Regions from separate parts of the Zea mays genome. Here region 1 is linked to region 2. The links are chromatin contacts, called in public Hi-C maps. All regions are on one chromosome and are shown on one strand. The core of a region is the stretch at or near the end of the contact, and the rest is flanking DNA. Distances in the headings are between cores, read along the strand shown.

Region 1 (5,182 bases), core at 1,981-4,480, 170 kb before region 2:
TACGACAAAGAGTACAAGACTTACAGTTTCTGCAACTGTACCAATTCGTTGATAAAATCAACCGACCAAATAATTTTACGAGAACTCAGCTCAAATGTCATGCAATAGTTCATCTACAGTTAAGAAAAAACAAGGGGGCCCAGTGGGTATGGGGTAAAGCTGAGCGAGAATCATGCGACTTGTCCCAGCCGCGCGCCCTCGACCGCTTCTGTGTTGCTGTTGAAACTCAGATTATGGGCGAAGCACTTCTCCAAGAAGCCACGGTAGAAGCTGAGCGTTTGGACCTAGAGATAGCAATGGGTACCCGCTACCCGAAACCCGGTGGGTTTTTGCTCTATTAGGGTATATGTTTGGATCAATTTCTCTAACCATGGGTTTGTTAATGGGTTCAAATGGAAACCCAACGGGTACATGGTCATGGGTTTGTTCTTCCACTATCCATACCCGCAAACCCATGAGTTTTTAAAACCCGCCTTAAAATAAACATTCCTTATAAATATGTCTCATAATATTATTAATGGAATATGTTCTAATTGAAATAAACTTCATGTAACAAATTTTAGGCTAAAATTAGTTATCACTTGTTCCTTTTATGCTAGCTTATTAATGTATTGATTGTCATTTACATGATGAATTATTTTTTTATGTTGATGTTAGTGGGTATGGGAAACCCGTTGGGTACCCGAAACCCGCATGGGTATGAGTTTGGGCAAAATTTTATACCCGTCATGGGTATGGGTTTTTAGCGGGCGTATTTTTTCTTCGCGGGTATGAGTTTGGGCAAGTAATACCTAGCGGGTTTTTACCCATTGCCATCTCTATTGGACCCCAAAAGCAGCTTCTGGCCACTGGAATCGGTAAATAAGCGGGTCCAAACGGGATATTGAACTTCATTTGTATTGTTTTGTGTTTGAACTGGATTTTTCTTACAATAACATGTCTTTTGGTCTTCTATTTCAATTTAGTTTGTAACGACATCAAGTTTTTTTTTTGTAATTTAACCATGGATACACTTCAAATGATACCACTCAGATCGAGCTTAATTAGCCAAAAACAAAAATAAACATACGTGGTCAGTGAGCCAGACTCAAAATTGGGTGGACAGGCACCATTCTAGGAATCTAGCTGAAATGTTCTTGCGAAGACGAATATGCTATGTACATTTGGTTTGGGAGAGGGTCTATGTTCACATGTATATATGCATGTAGGTATATGTCTCCAAGAATTGACATTCCAATAATTTACTCTGGCCATGCATCCATCACCACCCAAGAGTGTCATGGATCCCAAAGAAGAAGAAGAGACGATGGATCATGAGCCGTTTGCTCCTCCGAGAGACAGAGAGCCTAGCCTAACTCCGAGGAAGCCGAGGTAGATGAGGAGCAGCCCCACCCCAAGCACCTTGTCCAGCCGCATGCCTCGCGCGGGCAGCACCACGATCGCCCACACCAGCCCGGCCGCAAGGAATCCTGCCGCCTGGTACGCCGACGCGTCCGCCGGGATCGCGTACGGGCGCGGGAACCGGGCCCCGGCCGCCAGCGTCAGCGACAGGCCCAGGCCCACGACCGTGTTGAATACGGGGCCCGCGTAGCAGCCCGACACCGCGGTCTGGGCCCCGCCGTGGCCGCCGTGCATGGCCATGGCCACGTCGGCCACCAGGTCCCCCAGCGAGTTGCCCCACGCCAGCACGGTCGCGCCCAGCACGCTCGCCCTCACGCCGGCAATCAGGCCGATGGAGACCAGCAGCGCCACCAGCTCCCGCGCCAGCAAGTAGGACCAGAGCACGGACATGAGGAACCCGCCGGCGAGCCACGGGAGGCGCCGGCAGCGGCCCGCGGGCGGGGACGAGGAGGACGTGCCGCGGGCGGCCGCCGCCGCGAGGACCGTCCCGGCCACCGCGCCGGAGAGGGCGGCGGCGGGGCTGGAGGGGGACGAGATCGCCGCCAGGAGGAGAGGGGCGAGGAGCGCGGACGCCACCGCGTAGCGCTTGGACCACCGGTGCGCCGCGATGTCCGGGATCGTGAGGCGACGCGGCAGGTACAGCGGCCACTGCAGCGCGTGGAGGGCGTGGCGCGCGAGGCTGCTCCTCCCCCGCCGCGGCGGTGCGGCGGCCTCGGCGTGCTTGGACGAGATGGGGAGCGCGGGAGGTTCGTCGGGGTCCTCGGCGAGGAGAGGGGCGGCGAGGTCGGGATCGGGACCCGCGGCAGCGACGTCGTCGACGGCGGGCTTCGTCGTGCCGTCCTCCGCGCAGCAGTGGGACGTCCAGACGAGGAGGACGTACGCGGCGTAGAGGGAGAGGAAGGAGGCGGCGGCCCAGACGGTGACGGAGCCGGTGAGCAGCACGGCGAGGAGGTAGCAGAGCGCGACGAGGAGGAAGCAGACGTCGCGCACGAACCCGGCGCGCTCGATCTCGACGGGGCCTCCTCGGGTCCCGGACGAGGAGGCGACGATGGCGACGACGCCGGCGACGACGGTAGACACGAAGAGCGCGCCGCCGAGGACGCTGCTGAGCCCGACGTCCCCGGCGTCGGCGTCGGCCGCCGCGAAGGCGACGACGCTGGAGAGCACGTCGGGCGCGCCGTTGCCCAGCGACAGGAGCGTGACGCCCGCGATGGCCGGCGGGAGGCGCAGCGCGGCGGACAGGCCCTGGAGCGCGGCGCAGAAGTACTGGGACGCGGTGTCACCGAGGAGGTAGAAGAGGAGCAGCAGCCAGAGCGCGAGCGCGGCGGCCCCGAGCCACGGCGCGCCGCCGAAGGCGCAGTAGAAGAGGCGCAGGTAGTGCACGTACCCGCGCGGCGCGCACGCCGGGTGCGAGGCCCACGACAGGTACCGGCACCGCGCCGCGTGGTCCGGCAGCGCCCGCAGCTGCGCCTCGCAGCTCCGGCCGGCCTGCGCGGGCGCCGGCGCCGGCGCCCGCAGCTCCGCCTCGCTGCTCCGGCCCACGCCGGGGCGGTGGTCCCGCGCGACGGCGACGGAGAGGAGGGTGAGCAGGAAGGCGGCGGTGGCGGCGGCATTGCGCCTGCACTTGTGGAGCTGGCGCAGGGACGCCATGGAGGCGGGCAGTGAGTGAGTACGATGAGGAACTATGATGGCTCCCTGCCTCCCTGCGCGTCTGATGAGTGGTGAGTCTTCTTCTTGGCCGGCCGACCGGTCGGTGTGGGTTGGGTTCAGATGAGAGTGAGACAGAGAGAGGAGTGCATTTTGCTTCGTGCTCGTGGAGGAACGAGACGGATCTCCAGGGTTCGTGCGTGTGTGGAATTTGGCAGGAAAAATAATGGGGAAAGGACAAGTGGCAGCTCACGAGGTCCCCGGCCCTGATTGCAACTGATTTGCTCTCTCGCCTCCTCCGATCCGGCCAACCTCATCTCGTCCCGATTTGTTTTGTGCTAATCCGTGCGAGATGAATTGCTTGTTTCCTCACCCTTCATCTTCTCATTTCCTTCTCCTCCTTTTCGTTTAGGATATGTTCTCGATAATAATAATAGCAACAATGGCCTTGTCGACAGGTCAAGCCGCGACTGCCACCGCCAAGCAAGGTCGAGACAAGAATGCAGTGACTGGGCGGCGCGCGGCGACCTGCGTCCGGCAGTACCGCAGTAGTAGTCATCGTCGTCCATTGCAGCGCAGCGGTAGGAGCTATAGCTAGGAGCCTAGCACGGTGGCACGCGATGCATGCCTGTCTCTTCCGGAGGACGAGGAATCAGGAAAGCGAGCTCAGTCAGTGCTAACTGCTGAGAAATCAGGAATGGAGCAAGAACCCGAACCAGACCAATGGCCGGCACTCACTGGTTGCTGTCACGGAAAAAAGTTCGTCGGCGCACCTACAGTTTCGTTTCGCGTACGTACGTACGTACATTATTGCATCGTGTCGTCTTCCCGTACGTCTCTGTAGTTGCTACCTCCGATCCGACTCGTGAAGCTAGTGGACGATACGCCTCTCGCTCACCTATGATGATGATCCGGACAGAGGATCGATTCAGATACAAAAGATACTATCTCTATCAAAAAAAGACATGCCGGCTTTCGGCTTAAAACTAGTTGTCTGTCGGTCGAATTGAAGAACTAATCTTAGTTAGATAGAAAAAAGTTAGGTAAAGCATGATAGGTTTTAGGCAGTGAAGACCATGGGCTTAAACTGTGTCATCTGTTTTTCCAAGACGGAGGGCAGACATGGACAGAAACTGATCGCTTAACCAGGTGATGATGATGCCTGCTGCAGAGAATGCAGACAAAGGAATCAGGATTCAGGACAAAAGACCAGCTGTGACTGTGACCATCCACGCCAGACCAGCTGCGAGCGAGTTTCACTGCAGATCGTGTGTAGCGTTCTGCTTCTTCTCAGCAAATAATTCATTCAGATGGTCCAACCAGCACAGCGCGCGTGCGTGATCGATCATCCAAGGATCTCTCCATCAGGGATTTGCTGTGCCAGTGCAGCGTATACTAATATCTCTAGCAGAATCCTCAAAAGCTGGTCAGCCTAATAAGCTGCAAAGATTCTCCACGCATGTTTGCCTCAACCGCCGCCGAGATCTGCAAGCGAAGCAGTTGCTTCTGCCTTGCCTTGTTGGAAGGGACAGAGTTGTTTACCGGAGCTGGGGGCACGAGACCTTTTTTTTTCCCAATGAAACACGATGTTAATCGTGTACTTCCTATGTCAGTACTAGTTGTTTGAGTTACTGCACTGAGCGTATGGTCGCACACTCACTCACCGTCTGATCAGTTTGACACATGTGAAACCGTCTCTGGTCACTTAACAAAGAGACGTCGAACCATAGCCCATTGGTCCCAAGATAGTACTATTCACATGGTCCAATAACCGTATAGAAAGAACCCTAGCTACTACAGTTGTGTCCTATGGTCCGATGACCACCATCGGACGAGTCCTAAGCAACATAAAACTCTCTTATCTGTTTACACGGACCGTCAACATATGCAGTGGTCCGACCGACGATCTACTTTTTGTGGAGTCTAACAATCAAACTCTCACAGGTTGCCTACATGGAGGCATTAGACCATCACTATTTGTCCAATGATCTATTGCTCACAGAGTCCGATGATCAAGCTCTCGCAGGTTGTCTGCGTGGAGGCGTCGAACCATCACAGTTGGCTGACAATCTAGTGTTTTCACAGAGTCCAACGATCAAGCTCTCACACGTGGAGGCATCGAACCATCACCATC
Region 2 (5,399 bases), core at 2,780-5,279:
GTGGAACTTGGAGAGATTGGAGGCTTTGATTGTGTCTTGGAATGAATTGCTAGCTCTTGTATTGAATGTGAAGGATTGGAATGCTTGGATAAAGTGAATGGAGGTGGTTGGGGTTGTATTTATAGCCCCCAACCACTTCCTAGCCGTTGCTCCCTTTCTGCCGACCGCGGACGGTCCGCGCCCCTGGTTCGGACGGTCCACCCCTGCACATCAACGGCTGAAATCGCAAAGGTCAACAGTAACGGCTATATAGCATTTAATGCGTCGTCAGATGTCAGATAAAGGCAGTCACGGACGGTCCGGTCGTGCACCCCGGACGGTCCGCGAGGACGCTATAATTCATTTTACTGGACCCGTCACCTTCGGGGTTTTCGGTTCTTCACCGACCGGACGATCCGCGCTTGGTCTCGGACAGTGCTTGCTTTTCCATCGGACGACCTGTAGTGTAGACTTGTGTTTTTGCATTGGTTCTGTCGGAGGGTCACCTTGGTGTCGCGGACGGTCCGCCGCAAGGGCCCGGACGGTCCGCGCTTAGTCTGTTTTCCAAAAAGCTTCTCCTGTCCGGAATAATCTACGGTATTCTGGACAGTTGATTTAGAATAGTTGTAGATGAACTTATGCACCTGTGAAATGATCAACTGGGCAAACTGGTTAGTACACAAGGTTTGTGATGGTCGTCAAACACCAAAATCGAATATAGGAAATGTTGAGACTATTTCCCTTTCAGTTACTGTCTCAAGATAATTGTCAAAGACCAGTTAATATTGAGTGGTTCATATACACTCAATAGTAAAAAAACATTTGTCCACTTCGATGATAGAATACCCCCTAGCGAACTAATAGGCCCACTAGCAGTAGTTATGCTCTAAAACTAGTCAAATGATCTTGAATATAATGATATATGAGATGCTCGATCCCCCGAGGTTAGTTGGAATAATTGAAATACTTACAATTTTGTCTTGCTTGAGAACTATCCATCACTATAACTGATGGGGTAATGGATCCAAGTATATGTTGCTTATGTTGATTCTAAGTTGACCATCATGTAATTAGTGGTCAAGTTATTAACGAGCCCCTCAATTATACACATGGTAAAAAAATGCATGCTGGCTATTTATGCAACTATAAAAGTTCCATCCATTGAGATCATAAAGGTAGCCTCCATGAGAAGACACCTCTTGAGTATATTTATAAATAGACGATGGGGTAAATGATTTTCACCCTTTTTATATATGCTTTCTAGCCTTTGCACTCCTCGATCTCTTGTTCCCATATCTTTTGTGCCATAAACACATAAGCCCTAACTTGTGATCGCCCTGTTGAATGTGAGTGAAGATTCCTGCATACATCAGCACAACGATGAAGACGGTCGAGCAACAAAGTCAAAGCTAACAAAGACGGGGGTCGGGTTAGCGTCGCCTAACCTTTTCATTGCCTAAGAGCCACCAAGGATGAAGGGACTAGATATGCTTGCCCAAGCATCTAACATAATACTCCGTGACAAGGCCAATGGCGAGTGGAAAGAGCATAGGGACCATCTTTTCCCTTCTCCAATGATATGTGAAATAGTAGTTTAGACTTCTTCCTCTTATCAAGGTTTCAGGCTACCTGCCTCTAATGTCTTGCGAGGGTTGTTACTCTATCACCCTCAACCATTCCAATCCTAGTTCCATTGGCGATCTATATATCTCTGCATCTACGAGTCCTTCCTTGGAATTGCTTCAAGTGTCGCTCTCTTCTGCCTCTAACCCCAACCTAGTGCCAAGGCCCCTATATATCATAGTTAGTGGGGCTGCCTTCTAGCTTTGTGTTGAGGTGAAAGACGAGTACTTTACCTATAGCCTCCTAAACACAAACAAGGAATAGAAGATCTGTGTTGGGGCGAAGGCGAAGACGCTACCCTTCGTGCGAAGCCTTCGTCGCGTCGCCACATCAACAGACGCGTGACGGCTGGCGCGGTCGCCCTTCGTCCTCTCCATCGCAAGACGAAGGCTAGACCCCTGACGAAGTCCGCCGGTCCCACGTCCCTCATCTCGCCCGGAGGCCCACGTGGAATTTGGCCCACTGTAACGGGCCCCGCGTGGGCAGGCAAGTTACGGGCCTCATCTGTAATAGCTTTTCTGTAATGACGGTCTGTAACCCTCCTTTATGAGAATATTCTGGGGATAATCCGGGTACCCGAGGACATAACCGTCCTTGTCTTGGGACGTTCGACGCTCGGGTACCTATAAATACCCCCGTACAGTGCCCTTGAGAGGCCAGATTAACAGAGCTATTGTCTTTCATCATTAAACCTTACGTGCACTCTCACCACTCTCCTGTTGGATCCACTTGCCCAGGAGAGCAAGTTCCAACATTTGGTGCCCACCGTTCGTGCTACGAACAAACCACCCGTGATGGCACCCAAGAGAGCTAGTTCGAAGGCAGCCCCATCCATCGACGAAGCAGCGAAGGCAGCACTGCTAGCCGAGAAAAAGGGCAAGGCCCTCGCAGATAACACCCCAAGAAGCCTGCGAAGACGAAGCTCTCAGCAAGAGACAGCGCAACGAACAACCCACTCCCGAAGACACCCTACGCACGTGCAGCTCCGGAGGACAACCACAAGCACCACCTCCAGGCTTCGCTCCACCAGAGGGCGAGGATGCAACAGAAGATGACGAAGTCATCGACGTCTCAGCCGAAGAACAGCTACAGCTACGGGCCCTGCGCATCAAGAAATGAGCAATCAACACTAAGAATAGGTCGGTCTACTCTAGAAGACAAATGCGTTGGAGGAAGTAGGGCTGACCGCTGCTAGTATAGTTGCCACCTGCTAGCTTCCTTAAGCGATGTATCTGGCCCTTGCAGCAACAAAGAAAATTACGTCTTTGAGTACCTTGGAGACGACGATCCGGCGTGTTGAACCTAAGAGCTGTTAGGAAGTGATATGCTGGTTAGATGACATGATGGCACGACAATTCACCGAGTACAATGTAGATAACCCTCTCCGCTGAAAAAAATAGTTCGAGAAACACTTGAAATGTTGGTTCGTCTATACTTAAGAAAAAAAAATTGCAAGTAGAATTTACACGGTGATGTTCCTACATTCGATCGACCTGGGACGATCTGCTTCTGAGACCATGTGCCGCTTCTTTGACTAAGAACATGTTTGGATGCGCTAAAACTAATAGTTAGCTGGCTAAAAAAATTATGAGTGGAATTAGCTGGCTAACTAGCAGCTGTCTAAATACTAGCCAGTCCTAGTTGGGTTGAACCAGCCAATGGAATAATGGGTAGTTGAAGGTACAACTAAATAGTTAGCTACATTATTAGCCAGCAGGGGTGTTTGGATGTCTTTAGACAATAGCTGGTCGGGCTGTTTGGATGTCTGCAACTACTGTTAGATCTAATGCATTTAAAGAAGGCATACAGGTTAAGATCGATCGAGGTTAAGACCGATGGCAAAACCATGGCGTTTGATGTGCGGGCATGTGCAGGTGGTGGTTGAGAGAGGGGACCACTTGGACAGCGGACACCTAGCTACCTCTGAATCTGATTGGTGCTTCACCAAAACTGTCTGTTAAGATCTGCAGATCGCACTCTTTCTTCGTAATAGAAGAGAAGGGTTTTATTATGCACGCCACCAATTGTGCGCGAAGCAGGATTAAAGACGTACGCTTTCCAGAAAGCAGCCTGTCTCGCTCGATCTCTTTCGCCGCATGTTCATCTCGTGGTGATTATTGTGCATGCATGATCCACGATCGATGCAGCACAGCAGCGCGTGGCATGGCAGCTACCGGCAGATATTTCAGTGTGGTCGCTACTTGCTTGGACGTATCTGCATGCAGCGGCTCGGACAGCGTGTGTTTAAGCGCCGGCTTTCTTTCTTTCTTTCTTTCTTTCCAATTTTCTCCATGCATTTGCCAAATCGAAATGATGAGGGCCGCCTCGTGAGAACCGGTAGCGGTTCATGCAGTGAGTAAAACACATGTGGAGACGGAGACGGAGACGTCTGGAGGGTATCGGCGGAGTAGGTAGGTGACACAGCAGCAACAACAAACAAAAAAGGTGGGGCGTGGTTGGGGGTTGGTGAGATAGTGCCGCGCGCGCTACTTGCACCGTTCATTTTTCTTTTATTCATTTTTTTCAGAGTACAAAAGAAAGAATCAGTTAGTAATATGTTCCTCAATACGTAGTACTCTTCAGTCAACCTTGGTGCACCTACTGGACATTATATGCTTCTATAGCTACCAACGTGCATAAACTGGATCATATAACTCATGGATCGAGGTTGGATAAATATAATGCACAAGTCAAAGGCAGTGCATATTTATTTCACCGGCTACTATAGGCGCAGCTGTTCATACTGCTGCTACTGTAATTTATAAAGACAAAATATTATAGAATCTGTAGCTATAGTTAGATTAAAACCGTAGCAATCGCAGGCATCGACCACTAGGATGTAGTGCGGTCGTTTATCAAAACAATGTTCTCATTTTTTTAACGCGGGCTTGGGCCACACGGATGATGGGAGGTAGACTGACAGTGGCGGACCGGATGGGGGAGGGCCAATGGCAGAGCCTCACGTGGCCTTGTCTCTACGTGAACACGGGATGGCAGTCACACGGACGGACACGACGCGCCAATGCGGTGAAAGTGGCGGCAATCCCATGCATGGCCGCGATTGGATCTTGGAACTAGCAGCCCCGCTGTGGGCCCCAAACAGTAGCAACTTCACGTTCAGGCTATCCGCAACCGTTACCTCTAAATTTTTCCCCCTATATCATTTTCCCCCCTATTTTTCCTCCTATTTTTTCATCTCCCGCAGCGGTTCCCCCTAAATACTCCCTCTATACCCCACTACCACTATAAAATATCATTTTCTATACCAACTATCAATTTTTTATCTACTAACAATTACTCGTGGACCCACAGCACAGTGTTTAGGATGATGAACAGTGACACGCTAGATCTGGGGAGAGAGAAGAGAACCGACACGTAGGGGGCGCTGTAGGGGCACCGCTGTGGCCATAGGGTGCCCCCTACAGCCGACATGCAAAGGGAGGGAGAGCGGTAGCGTCGACCGCTGCAGTCAGTCTCAGCAATCACTCTCGGAACGAAAAAAAACCAACCTGGCTACTCCGTTGAGAGTTGGAAGTAAAAATAATCTGCTCCCCACCGCTACCCACTTGCTCTCTATCTCTAACCCTTCGTTAATTAATTTACATACCGTTTGCCAAACATTTTCCATTAGATAGACTCGTCTATGCCGGAGAATTACTCAAAAATCACTCTACTACAAAAACTAGCTATCGAAAGCTATAGAATCATAAAATGGAGCTATACCAAACATGTCCAGTCCGTTCCATCGTGCTTCTCACGTACAACCTGATTTTGGTTCCCTCTCGCCTTTTTATGTC

What was found. Hi-C and Micro-C count contacts between places; a contact is called where the count stands out from the background.
Region 1: a Hi-C map of bundle sheath shows a contact between it and region 2, with 3 times the contacts expected there. The contact joins the promoter of LOC100281209 here to the enhancer-like site in region 2. A contact is called at or near these places in 2 of 25 Hi-C or Micro-C datasets (bundle sheath and tassel).

Annotation. Positions count from the first base shown.
Region 1 is chr1:181,028,967-181,034,148 of Zm-B73-REFERENCE-NAM-5.0, reverse strand. LOC100281209 (K-exchanger-like protein) reads right to left here and starts at 3,230. Exons shown (of 1, transcript NM_001154128.2): 1 at 1,182-3,230. The coding sequence starts at 3,051. The coding sequence ends at 1,312.
Region 2 is chr1:180,861,286-180,866,684 of Zm-B73-REFERENCE-NAM-5.0, reverse strand. No RefSeq gene overlaps it. Among protein-coding and RNA genes, the nearest start is that of LOC103640631, 36 kb to the right of the region's middle. Within about 2 kb of position 4,029, at least 19 of the 20 cell types and tissues checked have an H3K27ac peak or open chromatin away from gene starts, as enhancers often do. A contact at or near this core is called in bundle sheath and tassel, where this site is marked.